2 separate regions of the Bos taurus genome follow, and region 1 is linked to region 2. The links are chromatin contacts, called in public Hi-C maps. All regions are on one chromosome and are shown on one strand. Each heading gives the region's core, a stretch centred on a gene start, on an enhancer-like site or on the middle of the called end of the contact. The rest is flanking DNA. Distances are from core to core; before and after follow the strand shown.

Region 1 (6,083 bases), core at 765-3,264, 860 kb before region 2:
ACAATGGATCATGGTAGTATTTCTTTATCAGGAAAGAGAGTATGTGAATTGAATCTTGGTTTTCCTTTAAGGTTAGAATGGCCAGTTTTCCTGAATCTAAAAGTGATGTAGGTTCTGACCATCAGGAAACTAGATGAGAGCTTAGCCTGCACGTCACTATCTGGCCACACTGTGTGCCTGGTACATGGCTGAACTTCGTGGGAAGACAGGTCTTTGGAAATAATGGAAGTTGAAACTGGAAAATCCAGCTGTATTCTGCAGGCCCTGAGAGTCTTCTAGGACCTCCCTGGAACAAATCGATTCATTTAGAATAACACACTTCTTTTCGCTTCAGCCAAACGCTCTCAGTAACACATGGGGCTTCGGTCTGTTTCTCTGTGTCTCTCTTTCCTAACAGTGTTTTGCCTCACAGAGGGCCCCACACCACGATTTCTCACCTGCCATGCTCAGACTTTTCTAGAACACATGAGTTCAGAAAAGACTGAGCCCCACCGAGTGTGTGGGGCAGGCCAGTAGAGGAGCTCTATTCTCATCTCTGTAAGCAGTCATTCGGAGTTGCCTAAGAAATCTCTAAGAATGCCACGGAATTGAAATCAGCCCTCCCAAATGGCATGAAGAGTTTTTGGTCGTTAACTCTGCCATCTCCTGTTAGCTAAGCTCATTTGTTTTCCCTCCTGAGAGAAGAGCTCTTGCATCTAATCACACCTAATCTTTCCGCAAAGATGTTTTCCTAAAAAACTGTGTAAATCAAGTTTTGTAAATCTAATCATATGTTTTATGCATCAGGGGAACTTGAAATGTAAAGAAATCCCATGGTGCATCCTTCTGTAAAATGAAGATTTGCTCCCTTATTATTCATTTTTTATAAATCTGAATAATTATTCAGTGGGTTGAAGGAGCTATGCCTTTATTTCGATTTTTGCATTTGGTGTCTTTCCATTTCTTATTTTCAGTGAGCTTGCAAATGGGCGCCATTCTACTTTTAGAGGAAGGAAACAGCACATATCCTCTCTAATTCTTAGGTTGTAAGGAGCCTCCAAATTCTGTGCCAGTGGATCCTAATGAGCCATTGTCTGAGTGAAAAAAAAGAGCCAGCAGAAACCCTTACCCCTATCCTGCATCATAAAACCAGAGATCCATTTCAGACTGTCTCAGTTCTATTCCTTCCCTTCATCTTTCTATCTGAAAAATAAAAATAGTTCTCAACTTAAAATAGGATGGCATCGATGAAAGCTTTATCTAGGATGCATTCCCCAAACAGGGACAGCAAGTTTCTCAGCCACCAGGGATCCTGGAGAGCCTGATGTCTGAAGATGAAGTTAGAAATGAGGGAAGGTTTACTGTTCATTCTTCTACTCGACAGAAACCACGGGGTCCTATAGCAAGCGAAGGCTTAGCAATCAGAGCAGAGTGAAACCGGATTCCCAACGTTTGTACAGTAGACTTCACTCCTAAGGGCAACTTTCTTGAGGTATGTTTTCACCCTTCACCCCCCGGATCCCAATTAAGGGAAACATTTTTTGGAGACATGTCTTTTCCCCATGATAGTAAAGCAGGTCTGTTTTTTCTTTCTCGTCTTGCCTCCCTCCCTCCCTCCCTTTCTCTTTCCTTCTTCCGTCTAGATGGTCAATGCAAAGCGTCTGATATTTGAAAATGTAATCTTACTAGTGAGAAATGTGTCCTACAAGGACCTTGTTTCAATTCGAGAAATTCTCCAAACCTAAATTCCCAGTTCGGAAGAGTCCAGTTCGATCCGGGCTGGGCAAACTGGAGCATTTTCAGAAAAAGGGAGATAGCCGAGGGGAAGGAAGAATCACAAATGGCTGAACACCGACGTCAGCTCAAGTCCTTGGGAGAAGCCACTACAGGAGCAGAGAAGTGGCTGACTGAAAGCTCCCTCCTCAATCAGGGCTTCCGCACTCACAGGAAAGAAAGAATTCCGAGCGGCGTTACGAAACGCCCTGACTGCCAGCAGGGGGAGCTCTAGCTCCGGAAACCCGTCTGTGTTCCGGGACTTCTCACCGAGTCTACCTAGATCTTTCCTAGGAGGTGAGCACTGTGTGACCGCAGAGGTCGGTATACAACACCCACGGTGACGTCCCTTAACCAGAAACAGGGGTCTACCCTCGCACGGCCCCTGGATGAGGAGAGCAGTTAATGCCTTTCTAGCAACAGAGCTAAAACAGGCATTTTAAGAGCAAGTGACCAAAGCCTTCCAAAGACAGCAGAGAAAAAGCCTCTTCCTCCTTCTTTCTCTTCCTCTGCCCCTGGGCACAACTCTGTTTCTCGGGGCCAGGACCGCGATGTGACAGGACGCATTTTGCAGGTGTAGTCTTCCGGGTTGGGCAAACTGCCAGTGGTTGGGGTGAACTGGATTTCTGGAGGCCATCCATCAGCTCTGGGTCACCGCTGGGACCCTGCTGCTCTCGCTTTTTTTAGGCAGAAGGTACAAAGAAGCCTTCAGCTGTACAAAAGTCTGCAGGTATCATGTCTTTGGTGCTTGTTGTAGAAGGTTCTGCAGAGAGAGGACGGCAGCCCCACTAAACACAGACAGGTAATATAAAAACCATTCCAGCCCAGGAAATATCTGAGAAGCAGCCCGACTCCAGCACCTTGTTCCAAGCTGTGTCCTGGGGAACACTGCTGTCCCTAGGGAGTTTCTGGGTATTAGGGGGACAAAAATCTTCTGCCTGTATGAGTATGAGAAAGGCTGTACCACCATCCATGCGTTCCCCTCTCCACGACCTCTCCTGACAAGACAGTTTGTTCCAAGTTCAGATGAACAAGTGAAAAAATCCACTTAATTTTCTTTAGCCCAACTTAATTGATCTGACCATGAAATATTTTTTCCTTGCTCCAGAGAGTACCTATAACGCAGGCCCTTGTGTTCTGTGGAGCATACTTTGAGAAATGCTGAGTATGGATAAAAGAGCCACGTTCTAGGGGTGAAGAAACGTGTGTTTCTGCAGGTTGGCTTTGAACCTAACTGTTGTGATTTTCCATGAGTCATCTTAGCCTCTCTGGGTCTCAGTTTCCTCTTCTGTAAAGTGATGATTTCTTCATTTCTACACACGCATACGGTCCCAGAGGCGATGTGAATCCTGGACATTCAGATACATTCAGAGCTCCTAAAACCTGTGGAAACTGATCACATGTTTAAGTGGAAAGAGTTATGCACTTTTGTCTGTGAACAGACAAGATTGACAAAAGCCATACAACAGTAAGAGGCAATATTCCTCTCTCTCTGTATTTGGTTTATAAACCACACTAGTCCTGTGGCTACTTCTGTGTTTTTATCTGCTTTGCTTAACCTGTGGAATAGCTTGCATGCATTGTTCTCTTTACTTTCCATGTGCAAAACTGCAAGGGTTATATTTTGATTTAATTCACATAATGAATGAATTTTATTTGTTCAGGACGTTTATCTGGAATCTTAGCAGTGATTCCACAGGTTGCAAGGACATACAGGCTCCTCTGAGCAACAGCACGAACTAGAATGCCTGCTGCTGGTGGTTAGGGACTGGTGTTAATGAAACAGTGTAAGTTGGAAAACATACAGCGGAAAGTTTTGCTAAAAGAGCTGAAGGAACAGTGATTGGAGTATCAGGGTCTCTGGGCTAGAAATGCATTTCTGCTCTTTCCCCTAGTCCCTGCTTCTCCTTCACTTAGAAGTAGAAATGGTATTAGCTTGGATTCCTTTCCTTGGGAATGTAGATGAGGTGTATCAGAAGCCAGGTAGGGAAACATGGGGTTTGTGGTATGTTATTGGACATCCATCTTGCGCATGCCCATCTACAAATCCTTGATCAGCAGTGTTGAACAAGTCCAGCAGGTATTGATTAAGCACCTACTCTGGGCCAGGCGCTGATTCTTACCAAGTGGAAAGTCTTCTCTTCTAAGCTCTGGCTCGAGTTCAGGCTGGTCTCTGGAGACTTTGCTCATATGTGCGTCCTTCACTGATAGCTGCCAGTTGCTAAACTGTTACAGTTGGATCACACAGCTTGGCGCTTATTACATCCTGCCTTGTTGCTGTGATTTTCTGTGAATTCCTAAGTAGGATGTAAGCCTCATGAGAGCAGGGGCTACACCCTAACACTCTTTTCCTTGCCTGTGGTACTTCTATAAACACCACTCAGCCAATCACAGCGCATCACAGCAGAATCTAGGGAATCCTTCAGACAACAGGTCTCTGCACCTCAGAGTATTAAACCATGTTTTAGAGCCAATGGTTATGTTGTGCGTTAAGTGCTCATAACTATCTGTTATGTCTACTCTCGTTGTTTCAGTGGGTTTTTGTTAGTTTCAGAATTAGAGAGTCTGATTTGGGGTTTACTTCTCACCATTGGTTGTTGATAATGTTGTACTCTAAGACTTGTTGAACTCCAAAGAATTAAGTGCCTTTCTGGGTGGTCTGAATTCACTCTCCTAAGGCAACTTCCACTGATGTGGTCTTTTCCCTGGCTTTCTGTTTTACTAGTTTGTGGCTAATTATGAGGGTTTCAGTCAGTTTGATGAAGCCACAGATGGCACCACCACCCCAGGTGGCCCAGAAGAGGATTTGTGGAGCTGTGGGGTCTGGGCCTCTTCAGAAAGCCCCTCAAGGAAATTAGTGACATGGTCGTGGGTGCCTGTCTCTGCCTTTCTCACGGCTCCCCTCCTGGCATCGTTGCCCACCTTCTGGAGCCGCTACCCCCCACTATTCTGGAACCCAACTTAGGTGTTCCCTGCTGCAAAGTTATTGCCTAATTATGGTGGGGGCTGATGAGCCTTTACAGTGGGGTCCCTTTCAAGTGTGTCCTTGCATGAAAAATAGATCTGGAATATCCAGCAGTCCTTCACAAAGCCTAACACGTCTGGTCTTTCCCATATATCCCAATTTGTAACCTTTGCACAAAAGTTTTATTTGTGTATTTTTATTTCATTTTATTTTCTTTATTTGGCTGCTCCAGGTCTTCATTGTGGGATGCAGGATCTTCCAGTCGTGTGATGAGAACTCTTAGTTGCGGCATGTGGGATCTAGTTCCCAGACCAGGAATCGAACCTGGGCCCCCTGCACTGAGAAGACAGAGTCTTAACTGCTGGATTGCCAGGAGAGTCCACGCACCACGGCTTTAGCGTCCACAGAATGTTTCCACACACAGTGTCAGCTGAGCTGTGGAACATCCAGGTGATTGGCGCCAAGAGGGAGGAAGAGGTGGCAGGCCTGGAATCGTGTCCCTCTGACCCGCCCTTGCTGTGTTTCGCCTTGTACTGTGGTTATTGGCAGGTATGTCTCTTATCGCCAGAGCCTGTCATGAGATGTAGAGGGCAAGCGTTCAGTCTGGAAACCTGGGGCTGAAAGTCAGTCTGCCCATCACATACAAGTGGACAGCGGTGATGATGGGGATTCAGTGCTCCCTGTGTGCGAGGAACTGTACATAATTTCCCTTGTTGTCTTAGTCCACTTGGGCTGCTCACGCCAGAGACTTGCTAATACCCTGCTAATACCAGCTTGGTGTGTCAACAACAAACGCTCATTCCTCATAGTTCTGGAGGCTGGGAAGTCCAAGATCAAGGCACTAGCAGATTCAGTGTCTGGTGAGAGGATGTTTCCTGGTTTGTAAAGGCTGCCTTCTCGCTGCATGCTCACACGGTGCAAGGGGGAAGAGAGCTGTCTGGGGTCCTTTTTAAAGGGCACTAATCTGCTTTATGGGGCTTCCCTTGTGGCTCAGTGGTAAAGAATCCACCTGCCAATGCAGGAGACTTAGGTTCCATCCCTGTGTTGGTAAGATCCCCTAGGGAAGGAAATGGCAACCCACTCCAGTATTCTTGTCCATGGGAAATCCCATGGTCAGAGGAACCTGGTGGCTACAGTCCATGGGTTCACAAAAGAGTCGGACACGACTTAGCATCTTAATGACAAGAAGAAGCCCGTTCATGAGGCTCCACCCTCATGACCTAATAGCATCAAAGGCCCCACTTCCAAATACCATCGTATTGGAAGTTAGGCTTTAACGTGTGAATTTAGAGGGGGAAACAAACTTTCAGTCTGGGCTTCCCTGGTGACGCAGATGGCAAAGAATCTTCCTGCAGTGCTGGAGACC
Region 2 (6,457 bases), core at 491-2,990:
CTGTATGCTCCCCCTCCGCAACAACTCGTCTTTTGCACCCAAGCTGTTGAGGTTCGTGGTTTAAAATGTCTTTTAGAGCAGGATGTGGGTTTTCAGGGGGAAATGTGGTACACTAAAACCAGTACCCATGTCTGTCGAGGGCACTGATATTTCTGATTCAAAAGCTGCTCCTGACTACCCTGAAGAAAAAGGGGAGACCCAGAAAGAAGAAAAACACCTCAGCGACTAAGGGGTTCCAGAAGCGTAGTCAGTTGTCTGTCTGAGGACGTGTCTTATCACACGACAGGATCCGAAGAGGACTTTAAGATGCTTCCAGCTTGCAAAATGTGGAGGCGCCCACGTGTGGCCTCGTCCCTGGTACTCACGGACAGAGGTCCGGGGGAGAAGCTCCCTGAGCACGTCCAGGAAAGCAGGGAGCTAGGGGCAAGCCCACCCCTCAAACCGGAGTCCTTGTCCTTCAGAGGAGCCTGTAGGCCCAGGCAGCCTGGAGTGTGAGTGGGTTGGAGCTAGGGCAAGAAACTCGATTCTGGGCTGAAACGTGACATGCAAATCTTCACCGGGTTAAACAAACAGCCGAGCAAGCTGCAGCTTCAGCGGGGGTGGCGGTGGGGGCGGACGCGGCTCGCGCCGATCTCTGTTTCCAAAGTCGTTGCATTGTGAAAATAAGCGGCTTCGTGCAGCGTGTTGTATGGGCTGATGTCTCCCACCCCCATGCCAGCCCCCAGCGAAACCCGGCAGATAATCAGCACGTCCCACTGTTTAGTCATATTTGACAACTGGGTTAACCTGGTATCTAGGCACTGGCAAACGGTACAAAGGGTGCCCTCAATTACCACTTGAAGCTTCGGGTGTGAGTGGCACTTGTATTACCCACTGGGTCAGAGGCCAGAGCGACAATTAGGAAGTCACATAGACCGCTAGGGGAAATGGCGGGATGCGGCAATCTCCCAAGTCTGTGGGTGTAGACCTGGACGAAGAGGCCTATTTCTCTCCTTTCGGAGGAGCCGTCCCTTCACCCCTTCTCCTCAATGTGACTCAGAGTAAAACTGAATCCATTGGGAATCTGGAATCAGGTAGACAAGTGACAATGATACAATCGCGAGCGAGAATGATGGATTCCAGCTGAAGTTGTGCTCCGCAGGCGAGAGCCTGGATACACAAAGTGAGCGTTGACATTTTCATCTCTACTTGGGCCTTGCTCGTGTGGCCTCCGCCTCGGCGCCCCCTCCCCTCCTGTCTCCTTTCCCACAAGTGGAGAGTCGAGGACTGTCAGTCCTAACTTGCATCTTCTCAGGGAGGTCGCGAGGGGGGGTAGTGGTGGGGAAGCTTGTGACTCGGTCTCAGCGATACTTAAACCTGGCTTGGTGAGTGTGTGTAAATTTTTAATTGTGCTGTAATTTCTTCAGTCACCAGTCGGCGACCGCCCCCGCCCCCCACCCCGCTAGCCGCAGTGACTGGCACGCGCCGGGAGCCCGGGCTTGGGCCCCTCGGCGCGTCTGATTGGCTGCTGGGCAGCTCCCGTCTGCTCTGCCTGCGCCCTCATTGGGTAAGAAGCGCAGCCAGCGGCACTTCAAAGCGGGTGCTCCTCGCACTTAGGCTGAGTTTAGCCGGCGGGAGCCCGGAGTCCGCTCGGCGCGGGCGCGGGGACACGGGAGCCGCGCGGAACCCGAATAGTTTTACCGAGCAGCCGCCAGGCTCAGCCTCGCTCCAGGCCCCGCCACGCCACCCAGGGACCTGCTATGGCCACGTCTATACTTGGGGTAAGTCGAAAGTGCGGTATTTGCTTGTTTTAACAGGAGTAATTTTTCGTTATGGCTTCTCCAGGTCGGCGGCTCTGGAGAAACTGTTGCTGCCCGACTGCAGCCTCAGCTTCTTTGAGCACTTTCCACATTTCTGGGATTGATTCTTTCCAAATTATTGGAACCCAGGAGGTGCCTTTGAAAGAAAAGGATTTGTCAAGCAAGTCCTTTCAATATTCGGTTTTAGAGGTTCCTTTTTTCCCCCTGCGTGATTTATATCCCATCCTCCCCCCCCCCTCCTTGCTTAGGGGATTGTTGCAATTACGCGACAGCGGTGTTTCCAGAAAACAGTCTTAATCGTTTTGCAGACCATGTAGTCACGTTAACATTTACACTTCTGCGGCTTCCTAGTTCGTTTATGACTGAAATCCATCGCGGGGGTCGCTTCTGCTCGGATTCTTGTCTTCGTGTGTGTGTGTGTATGTAAACATTTAAAACGTTTTCTATTAAAAAGAATCAAGTCGTAGTCACCCTTGGGAGGAGTGCCCCAAGCTTCCCCCACCCTCGGTCGCTGTTTCAGCCGCCTCTGCCCTCACCTGGTGTTTGTTGCCGATGTGTTTACCTCCGCGCTTCATCCCGAAGGGCGACTTGGGGGCTTCTTTGAGAGGAGCGGGCTTGTGGCGAGCGGAAGGCGAGCGACTTGAGTCCAGTTTGGGGCAGGATATGCAGCGACTGAGGCGGGGAGAACCGACACATCTTTGATTTGTAGCCCCACCGAAGAACAACTTTACAGCTCCGGGACCCTCTCTCTTGGGATTCCCTCTGTCCCGCGTGGGGCGCGGCGGGGCGCGGCGCATCCTCCGCGAGCTCACCGGGAGGAGGCGCGAGTCGGGGGGCCACGACCCCCCGCCCCCCGCCTCGGGACCAGCGGCTGGGGGACGGGGCTGCTCACGGGTGCACTTTGTGTCTTCCTCCCACTTGTTCCTGCCCTCCTCCTCCTTGCTCCCTCCCTCACCCCACCCACTCTAGGAAGAACCGCGCTTCGGAACGACCCCGTTGGCCATGCTGGCGGCGACCTGTAACAAGATCGGCAACACGAGCCCGCTGACGACGCTGCCGGAGTCGAGCGCCTTTGCCAAGGGCGGCTTCCATCCCTGGAAGCGCTCCTCGTCCAGCTGCAACCTCGGGTCCAGCCTCTCGGGCTTCGCAGTGGCCACCGGCGGCCGCGGCTCGGGCGGCCTGGCGGGAGGCTCGGGCGCAGCCAACAGCGCCTTCTGCTTGGCCTCCACGTCCCCTACGTCGTCCGCTTTCAGCAGCGACTACGGCGGCCTCTTCTCCAACTCAGCGGCGGCCGCGGCGGCAGCGGCCGGAGTGTCCCCGCAGGAGGCGGGAGGCCAATCGGCCTTCATCTCCAAGGTGCACACGACGGCGGCCGACGGCCTGTACCCGCGCGTGGGCATGGCGCACCCGTACGAGTCGTGGTACAAGTCAGGCTTCCACTCGACGCTGGCGGCGGGCGAGGTGACCAACGGTGCTGCGTCGTCGTGGTGGGACGTGCACAGCAGCCCGGGCTCGTGGCTGGAGGTGCAGAACCCCGCTGGGGGGCTCCAGAGCTCGCTGCACTCGGGCGCCCCCCAAGCCTCGCTGCACTCGCAGCTCGGCACCTACAACCCCGACTTCAGCTCGCTCACGCACTCGGCCTTCAGCTCCACGGGCCTCGGCTCCTCGGCCGCCGCCGCCTCGCACTTGCTCTCCACCAGCCAGCACCTGCTGGCCCAGGACGGCTTCAAGCCGGTGCTGCCCTCCTACTCGGACTCCAGCGCCGCAGTGGCGGCCGCCGCAGCCAGCGCCATGATCTCGGGCGCCGCGGCCGCCGCCGCCGGGGGGAGCTCGGCGCGCTCGGCCCGCCGCTACTCCGGCCGCGCCACCTGCGACTGCCCCAACTGCCAGGAGGCGGAGCGGCTGGGCCCGGCCGGGGCGAGCCTGCGGCGCAAGGGCCTGCACAGCTGCCACATCCCGGGCTGCGGCAAAGTGTACGGCAAGACGTCGCACCTGAAGGCGCACCTGCGCTGGCACACGGGAGAGCGGCCCTTCGTGTGCAACTGGCTCTTCTGCGGCAAGCGCTTCACGCGCTCGGACGAGCTGCAGCGGCACCTGCGGACTCACACGGGCGAGAAGCGCTTCGCCTGTCCAGTGTGCAACAAGCGCTTCATGCGCAGCGACCACCTGAGCAAACACATTAAGACGCACAACGGGGGCGGCGGGGGCAAAAAGGGCAGCGACAGTGACACGGACGCCAGCAACCTGGAGACGCCCCGCTCCGAGTCCCCTGACCTCATCCTGCACGACTCCGGCGTCAGTGCGGCCCGGGCGGCTGCGGCGGCGGCGGCGGCGGCTGCGGCGGCAGCCTCGGCGGGAGGCAAGGAAGCCGCGTCTGGCCCCAACGACTCTTAGAGATCCGGAGAGAGGCGCGAGGAAGCGAGCGAGCGAGTAGACAACGAAAGCGAGCGAGAGGTTCGGAGGGCAAACGACCGGGGGATGGACGGGCGGGGGCTCCAGGGCCGCCCCCGGGTCGGCGCGAGGTGATGCGGCACTCGGCTCGCGGACCGCCGCTCGCCGGCCAAGCCAAGAGCTCCCCTCTGCTGCCCGAGCCCAGACGAGAATCGAACGCGTATTCCAGGAACAAAAGCGAACCAACCTGCGACACAAACACTTTAAAAAACTGCGCACACACACACACACACACGCCGGAGATCTACAACCACAAGCACGCACACTCAAGCGTGCACACACACTAACACACCACTCGCACAAACTTCTCGAGCGAAGAGCAATACATAGAAACGTTCCCTCCTTCCCCTACTGCCCACCCGGTTCCTCCACCCTTCTCTTTCCTTTTCTCCAAAAACAAGTCACCACCCTGCAAAGGACTGTCAGAACATTTGAGAACAAACGGGACCTATAAAAACAGCCCCTTTGCGTGGATTATATTATATATAAAATGCTCCAAGTCCTGCTTGATATCTACTTACAGTGAAACTTTTTTTTTTCCTATAAAAGGAAGCATCAAAAAGGCTGAAGGTGAGAAATTAAACTGGAAGTCTAGTGACAGTTTCTCTGTATTTCGTAACATCTGTAAAAATAGGGTTCAAAAGATTGTGTTCTCTTTTATTTTCTTGTAAGTGTTCATTCGAATAGAGGTTTTTGTTTTGTTTTGTTTTGTTTTTTTTTGGTGAATTCCTGAAATTCAGGGAGTTTTTTTTTTTTTTTATTTTCTGATGCACTTTGTGAGAGTCAGTATATATGTAAAATATATTTAAAATGTTGAGTTATCATTTCACTCACAAACACGTAAGTTAAGGTCATCTAAAGAAATTAAATGCGTTTATCTGTATGAAGAAAATCTTGACACCATATTTTCATTTTGGTATTATTAAAGGACTCTGAACAATACACTTTCTTTTTTTTTTTAATCCTGTTACACACACACCCCCGCCCCCCACCAGTAACCTTTACATGGCTCGACCTTTTTTGATGGGAAAAATTCCTTTAATGTTAGTCTTAGGTAATGTAAGGTTTATGTGAGTTATAAAAAGCCATAATACACATACGTTTTTGCAAAGTCAAAATTATTTATTTGTATATTAACAGCATAAATTAAATGGGGTTATAAGGTGTAGTTGTATTACTTAAGGAGAGAGCTCTCAAAAGGTGACATTTTAAAACTCTGGAACCCCTTCGAAAAAGCAAAGGTCCTTGGCAGTTTTAACTGAGGAGATGCCTACCCCTGCTAGAGAGGTCAGGCAAAACTCCAGTGGGTTTGTTTGTTTTTAAAAAGCGATTTAGAAACAATGAGTGAAAGGAAAAAGCCTTTATAAAGAAGTCTTTTACCTCCCAAGACCCTCTACGGTTAGGAGGTGACTCAAGGGAATAAATCGCTAGAGTCAATACCCCGGAAAAGACATTTCATGCCTAAATGAAAATCTTGTTAAATGTTATTAATTTTGACTTAGAGCACACAGCAGCCCCCTGTGCCTTGTATTCCCTTATTAGGGATTCATGTCTTATCAAATATCTAATTAATCTCCTAGACATCATTTGTTCTGGCCAACTTTATCTCAGCTGGTCCACGGGGAAAACTCCAAATATTCTCGGTGACAAAGCTCCCTTGAAGATCTTTTTAATTGTCTAAATTAACTGCACCAAATTTGCATGTCAAACGGTAAAGGGCAACCTGAGATAAAATGTAAACGTTTTAAAAGCCCCCAAACTAAGCACTTGATTTGATAACTAGGCTTTTTAATGTTATGGAAGACAACTGCTCCTTTCCTTTTCAAAGACGGCTGATCTATGCAAATAGTGAATTGGAAATGCCTAGGTCCCCGCGCCGTCAAATGGCCCTCGCAGGTTATTTGAATATCAGTGGCGCTGCTTCTGAAAAGGTTCAAGGATGCTCTCTGACTTCTTTGTGATTACTCAGTGCGGCGTCTTATTCTGAAGAAAAAAAAAACTCAGGAATAATTAAAGGCTGGGATCAGGCCTGGGAACACATTTGGGACAGGAATCTCATTTAGACAGTCTCTTTCAAAATAAGGCACAGTTAAATTGACCAGAAGGCAATTATTGAAATGAAAATTATTTTCATTCTCTTTGTCTTCTGACCACCAACTTAACAGCCCCGGTTTAAAAGAGAGGGAGAAACGAAAAGAAAATTGGTA

The links. A called contact is a pair of places that touch in the nucleus more often than the background predicts.
Region 1: a contact with region 2 is called in a Hi-C map of liver, with 2.5 times the contacts expected there. The contact joins the enhancer-like site here to the promoter of SP9 in region 2. A contact is called at or near these places in 3 of 11 Hi-C or Micro-C datasets (blastocyst, liver and skeletal muscle).

What each region holds. Positions count from the first base shown.
Region 1 is chr2:23,308,727-23,314,809 of ARS-UCD2.0, reverse strand. No RefSeq gene overlaps it. Among named protein-coding and RNA genes, the nearest start is that of CDCA7, 42 kb to the left of the region's middle. Within about 2 kb of position 2,014, at least 16 of the 102 cell types and tissues checked have an H3K27ac peak or open chromatin away from gene starts, as enhancers often do. A contact at or near this core is called in liver, where this site is marked.
Region 2 is chr2:22,446,859-22,453,315 of ARS-UCD2.0, reverse strand. SP9 (Sp9 transcription factor) reads left to right here and starts at 1,740. Exons shown (of 2, transcript NM_001205839.1): 1 at 1,740-1,760; 2 at 2,769-4,193. The coding sequence starts at 1,740. The coding sequence ends at 4,193. LOC132342957 (a long non-coding RNA gene) reads right to left here and starts at 2,904. Exons shown (of 3, transcript XR_009491534.1): 1 at 2,816-2,904; 2 at 2,336-2,471; 3 at 1,760-2,242.